Linked DNA regions of Ovis aries: region 1 is linked to region 2. Evidence: chromatin contacts called from public Hi-C data. All regions are on one chromosome and are shown on one strand. The core of a region is the stretch at or near the end of the contact, and the rest is flanking DNA. Distances in the headings are between cores, read along the strand shown.

Evidence for each region. Hi-C and Micro-C count contacts between places; a contact is called where the count stands out from the background.
Region 1: a contact with region 2 is called in a Hi-C map of tail adipose tissue, with 3 times the contacts expected there. The contact joins the promoter of MRPL38 here to the promoter of ZACN in region 2. A contact is called at or near these places in 5 of 16 Hi-C or Micro-C datasets (blood, hypothalamus, liver and 2 more).

What each region holds. Positions count from the first base shown.
Region 1 is chr11:55,065,770-55,068,922 of ARS-UI_Ramb_v3.0, reverse strand. MRPL38 (mitochondrial ribosomal protein L38) reads right to left here and starts at 1,366. Exons shown (of 8, transcript XM_060395850.1): 1 at 1,269-1,366; 2 at 955-1,134; 3 at 1-31. The coding sequence starts at 1,335. It overlaps LOC114116823 (a long non-coding RNA gene), which reads left to right. Exons shown (of 4, transcript XR_009595637.1): 4 at 1-220.
Region 2 is chr11:54,926,158-54,929,544 of ARS-UI_Ramb_v3.0, reverse strand. It overlaps ZACN (zinc activated ion channel), which reads left to right and starts at 1,424. Exons shown (of 9, transcript XM_004013114.6): 1 at 1,424-1,692; 2 at 1,771-1,895; 3 at 2,036-2,080; 4 at 2,225-2,331; 5 at 2,571-2,740. The coding sequence starts at 1,599. GALR2 (galanin receptor 2) reads left to right here. Exons shown (of 2, transcript XM_027975405.3): 2 at 1-412. The coding sequence ends at 315. EXOC7 (exocyst complex component 7) reads right to left here. Exons shown (of 19, transcript XR_009595635.1): 19 at 3,231-3,387.

The sequences.
Region 1 (3,153 bases), core at 117-2,616, 140 kb before region 2:
GGCAAGCCAATGTCAACCGTGTCTTTGGGACCTGCGGACAGAAGATGTGGAGAAAGTGGAATCAGGGCTTCGTTAAGCTCCCTGTCCATACTTTTCCTTTCACTGGGCAAACTCTGCTACTAAAACTTAGCCTTTAATTCACAAAACTAAAACATACTGTGTTGTCAGCTTCACAGATCTGGACTTGTTCCAGTCACTAAGTAAACTGGATGCAATGTGAGATTCTATTTTCTAATCCCTAAACAAGGTTACATCTGTCTGTGTGCATGCATGCTAGGTCACTTCAGTAGCATCTGACTGTGCGACCCCATGGACTGTAGCCTGGCAGGCTCCTCTGTCTGTGGGATTCTCCAGGCAAGAATACTGAAGTGGGTTGCCACGTCCTTCTCCAGAGCATTATTTGTCCAGGCGGACGGTGACCTAATTGTGGCTGGGATCACCTTTAAGCCTGTTCACAGCTGGCTGTGCAGGGTCCCTGAGTCACCATCCCCAGGGCTTTCAATTTAACTCAGCAAAGTATTGGTCATCTGTGGCAGGTGTAGAGAGCTAGTGGTGGTCAAGGCAGACAGGATCCCTGTTCTTAGAGAGCTCATAGTCTGGGAGGAAAGCAGCAAAGAGTCTCAGGATGCAGTGTGGCCAGGGTGACATCAACAGTGTTATAGAAGCACAGAAGGGCGTTCCAACCCAGAATTGGGACGGGGGCAGTTGGTCAGCAAAAGACTTTCGGTGTAGAAACATAAAAGGTGGAAATCTAATAATGAAGAGAATTTTCCAAGGAGGGGGACCAAAAGATATGAAATATGCTGGCGGGACTAAGCCACCACCAGTGCACACAGGAACGTGAGCAGGCCTTCTCCGTCAAACACGGGGAATCCAAGCCGGCGGAATCCACCCCCGCCCCAACCTCCGAGTCCCAAGGAGGTGAGGTCACAGCCCAGCTCAGGACACCACCACCTGACTCCTCTCCGAAATGCTCCCGGTATGTCCGCCACCAGTGCGGGTCCCGCGCCTCCCGCTCCGCACGGCGCCGGTAGCGGTCGAAGCTGCGGTATTTCTTCAGCCGTTCCAGGTTGCTCACGTCGATGTCCTCGTTGGGCATCGGCCCCAGAGGAGCGGCCCGGCGGCTCAGGGCGGCTGCGGGCGGAGAGCAGGACATCAGGCTGGCCCTGGCCCGGCTCCCGCGGAGGCCCGGAGCGGGAGCCGGCTCGAGCCCCAGGGTTCGGCTGGACGGGGGCCTCCAAGAGCCCCTTATCCTCCAGAGCTCTCACCTGAGGTGCTGAAGCCCCGCCAACTCCGACTCCCGTTCAGCACGACCCGCCACCAGGCGGCCGCCATCTTCCCTCAGGCCGGCGCGCCGCCGCTCTATGGACCCCACAGAGGTGGCCGGAGCGGCGCCTGAGCTAACGGCGCAGGTCCCGCCCCCGCGTCCCGGAGCCCCGCCCCTCGCGTCCCGGGAGCCCCGCCCCCGCCCTGGGCCCGAAGTCTTCCTCTTCCGGGCTGGAGGTGGCTGCGGGCATCCGGCTTCCCGGCTTCGGAAGTACCCAGTGGGCGGTGGGGCGGACCTGCGGGCTGTCCCGCCTCATGCCTGCCGTCGGCCACCAGGGGGCGACACAGACTGGGGGCGGTCAGGCGGGCTTGTAGCCGCCTCCGCTGGAGAAGGTCCGCCCGCTGCAGGGCTCTGGGTGGTGGTCTTGGGCTTCCCTGGTGGCTCACATGGTAAAGAATCCGCCTGCAGTGTGGGAGTTCAGTCGCTCAGTCGTGTCCGACTCTTTGCCACCCCATGAATCGCAGCACGCCAGGCCTCCCTCTCCATCACCAACTCCCGGACTTCACTCAGACTCAAGTCCATCGAGTCAGTGATGCCCTCCAGCCATCTCATCCTCTGTCGTCCCCTTCTCCTCCTGCCCCCCCCAGTCCCTCCCAGCATCAGAGTCTTTTCCAATCAGTCAACTCTTCGCATGAGGTGGCTAGAGTACTGGAGTTTCAGCTTCAGCATCATTTCCTCCAAAGAAATCCCAGGGCTGATCTCCTTCAGAATGGGCTGGTTGGATCTCCTTGCAGTCTAAGGGACTCTCAAGAGTCTTCTCCGACACCACAGTTCAAAAGCATCAATTCTTTGGCGCTCAGCTTTCTTCACAGTCCAACTCTCACATCCATACCTGACCACTGGAAAACCTGGGTTCAATTCCTGGGTTAGGAAGATCCCCTGGGGAAGGGAAAGGCCACCCACTCCAGTATTCTAGCCTGGAGAGTTCCATGGACTGGATATCCATGGCGTGGCTAAGTCGGACACGTGTTGTTCTTAAGGGTCATCTAACTCCTGAAGGTGGCATCCTCAGCCCCTGTAGTGGTGTAGCAGCAGCAGCAGCAGTAGGGGTTGTGAGCAGGAGCTCAGGAGTCCCCCTGCTTGGGTTCATATTCTAGGATGTGACTTTCCCTTCGCCTTTGCAGTTTTCCTCATTTGGAAAGAAAGTAGGTAGTAATAGTGCTTATCTCATAGAGGGTGTTAAGGATGAAATGAATTAACATATATAAAACATTTACTGTGGTATGAAAGTGTTAGTCACTCAGTCCTGCCCTACACTTTGTGACCCTACCGACTGTAGCCCGCCAGTGTCCTCTGTTCCTGTGATGTCCCAGGAAAGAATACCGGAGTGGGTTCCCATTTCCTCCTTCAGGGGATCTTCCCCACCTGTCTGAGCCCCCGGGGAAGACTAAACCGTGGTATGTGTGCTCAGCTGCTTAGTCGTGTCTGACTCTTTCCGACCTGGTAGACTGTAGCCCACCAGGCTCCTCTGTCCATGTGATTTTCCAGGCAGGAATAATGGAATAGGTTGTCATTTCCTCCTCCAAAACTGTGGTATATGTGTTAGCTTTTGATTACCTCCAGTTTTTTGCCTCTGCCTGATGAGATGGTTGGATGATATCACCGACTTGGTGGACATGAGTTTGAGCAAGCTCCAAGAGTTGGTGATGGACTGGGAAGCCTGGCATGCTGCAGGCCATGGGGTTGTAAAGGGTCAGACACGACTGAGCAACTGAACTGAAAACTTTTCAGGGTTGTGTTGTTCTTGGGATCTGGTTCTAACAAGATAAAACTTGATACCCCAGGTGACCTGGAGTGGCTTCTGCTCTGGCTCCTCTGTCCTGGAA
Region 2 (3,387 bases), core at 175-2,674:
AACTCCTGCGTCAACCCCATCGTCTACGCTCTCATCTCCAAGCACTTCCGCAAGGGTTTCCGAGAGATCTGCGCCGGCCTGCTGCGCCGCGCCCCGCGCAGAGCCTCAGGCCGCGTGTGCGTCGCGCCCCGGGGCCCCCATGGCGGCAGCGTGCTGGAGCGCGAGTCCACTGACCTGACGCACGTGAGCGAGGCCGCCGGGCACTCTGCCCCTGTGCCGGCGCCTCTCCGCAGCCAGTCATCCAGCCACGTCCCGACCTGTGCTGGAGGGACCCAAAGGCCCCCCAAAGGCATCTTGACAGTTAATTTGACCTGAGGGCACTTAGGGGGTATGCTTGGGTGTTGAAAGATTGGAGTCAGAGGTTGCGGGATCGTGGAGGGAATTTCATTTGTGAATAAAACGCTCAAACTATTCCATGTGCTGTGGCGCACTGTCTCTGCCTGTCTCAGGGGCCCCAGGCTCCGTGGTGAGAAGCCTCTGGGACTTTCCGGGGAGCTCTGGATGGATGAGTACAAGAGAGGGGCCTGCACTGAAGGCAGCAGAGTTAAAATCCGCCTAGAAATCCCTAATGGATACTGAGGAGCGTGTGAGGACCTAAGGCTCTTTCCACGTGGCCATCAGGACGCCCCAGGTGTATGTAGATGGAGAAAACAGCAGCTGCCAGTGAGCAGCACACAAGCTGTCAGAGCATACTGGGTAAGTCAGCTGATGACACACTTGGCAGACCAGGACACTGTGTGTGTTCCCATTAGCGTTTGCGCACAGGCGTGTGGCCGGTCCTCGCCTGTTGCCAGCTCCCTGAGGCTGTATGGAGTCATACCAACCAGACCAGCGCCTAACCACCTTCAGCCCTTGTTTCCTTTCCTCCCTGCAGCTGTCTGGGATCTGGTCTCCAGGGCAGGTTTATCCTTAGGTTAGGAAAATCACCCCCACAGCCATTGGTCCTGCTTCAGGGTGCACAGAGGTATTTCTAAGGCACTGCTGGCCTCGGGCAGCCTGAGAATCCTGCGGGGAGCAGAAAGACCCCAGGGGCTTTGGTCAGAAGCGAGCCTCTAGCTGTTCCAGGTTTGCCCCACTTCTGGAGTCCTTGAGCCAAGGCCTTTGACATGAAATTAGTTGTTTGAGGAGAGGCAGGGAAACCCTCAAGGGTGTGCCACCTTCACATGGCTGGGCACAGAGCACTGTGGTAAGGGTTTGGGAGCTTAGCCAAGCAGGTGCCTGCTGTGGAAACACAGGTTGGACCTGCCCAGATTGGAAGGACCTTGTCAGGGAAAGGTGTGTGTGTGTTTAGGCAGGGGTCCCATGCTTGTCTCGTCTGCTTGGCGAGTCTTGAATGTGAAAACTGGTTCCAGGTGGTGGAAATGGAGCAGGGGCCTGAAAGCCTGGGTAGATGCAAGTTGGGCGGGGCTGGGTCCTGAGCTTTGTCTTTCGGTGTTTGCGGAACCTGGGGTGCAGGTGTGCCAAGTCTGAGGCTCCAGGATTGTTGCACACAACAGCTGCCTCCAACCGACTGCCCAGTCCCCCAGAGAAGTGACTGAAATAGAGGTTGTAGCCTAGGCGCTGCTGCTCCATCCAGTCCCTCCGCATAGCCTCTCAAGATGGTCCTGCGGCTCCTGCTCCATCTCACCTTCCTCGGGCTTGGAACCACTCAGCCTTTGGCTCAGCAGCAGGGCTTTAACGCGCCGGCATTTGGTAGGTAGAGAGCATAAGGCCTTGAGCTTTGGGATTTGGGTCCCAAGGCACAGGGTGACCTCGACCTTCACCCTTCAGACTGGCCATCCTTCTCCAATCTCAACTCACCCCAGGAGGTTCCGGATCCCATCCAGATTCCAAACAACGGAAGCAAGCCCCTGGTGGTGGATGTGCAGGTGTTTGTGTCCAATGTGTTTAACGTGGTGAGTGTCCTGAGGGCCCGGGAGCCCAAGCGCTGAGCTGGAGATGGAACAGGGCTCAGCCTCGTGAACGCGGGGGTCTCTGGCCTTCCTGCCACAGCGCCCACCCCCGAGGTGACACACTGTTCCCCCCCCTACCGCAGGACATCCTTCGGTACACGGTGTCCTCCACATTGCTGCTTCGGCTGGTGAGCATCCATGGTGGGTGGAGGCTGAGGAGGGGAGAGACCCCTTGAGTCCAGCACAGAAGTACTGGCCTTTGTCAACCTGCTAAGCCCAGGGGCACATATACACAGAGAGTGGGAGCCTTAGTAGCACCCTTGTGTCCCCAGTCCTGGCTGAACACACGCCTGGCCTTGAATTCAACTGGGCACCAGCAGAACCCAATCATGCTGCCCTGGGACGTGCTCTGGATGCCGAGACTCACTGTTCGGGAGGCGTAAGTGAGGCGGGGGTGGTTTTCCTGGCACAGGCCAGGCGCAGCCTTCTCTACTCATCTGGAGCTGGGAGGTCCTCTTACTGAATATCCCCCTCCTGGTGGCCCCGCCAGACTACTGACACGACTCCTGTAAACTATGGTGCCCCAGCTTCCAGAACCTCGAGGGCAGTGCACAGCAGCTGGGAACATGCTGGGGTCCCCCCTCCTCCCCCTTCTGAGGGGTGCCTGTCCCTCTGCAGCCTCTGGGTGAACTGGCAGGACAAGAACCCGCAGGCCCGCGTAGACGGGGACGGCCACATCGAGTTCTACCTGGCCCTCACCACGGAGACCAACTGCGACTTTGAGCTCTTCCACTTCCCTAGGGACCAGAGTGACTGCCACCTCACCTTCTTCGCTTTCAGCAACACCGGTGCTGACAGGACAGGAAATGGGGGATGAGGGGAGAGGGGAGGGGAAGCCTCCGGCCCCCAGCAAACACCTGACCTGGGGGACCAGGCCTGTGTTCACACCCGTCCACCCCCTGGCTTAGGGGAGCTGGGCACGCTTCTTTCACTCCGTACGTCCTACTCAAATAGCGGCCACATCTCCAGGTCCTCCCCTGCTGTAGGCTGTGGGCCCCTCCAGTCGTCTTCTCTCACCCCCAGAGCAACAGTTCTGGGCCAACAGCCAGGGCTGAACTGCCCACTTGTGTCCAGCCCAGAGGCGCAGGCTGCTGCAGCCTCACTCCTGAAAACATCCTGAAGGTGTAGCCACCCACTGATTATCCCACAAACCCAGCATGTGATGTTCAACTCAGCAGAGTAGTCCCACCTTCCCTTCCATCCCTCCCCTCTGGGAAATACCACAGCTGCCGCCCCACGAATCCTAGTATTTCAGGTGTGAGATGATATACCAGTGAGTGAGTTTGTGACCATGTCCCCCGCCCCTCTGTGAAGTGGTGCGAAGTGCGTTTATTTTTACAATGAAAATTCATTTTATGAATCTGAGATGGCCCTTCTTCTAAGTGGAGAAAACTTGGGGTATTGCAAAATCAGTTTGGAAAGCCCTTGGACAGAC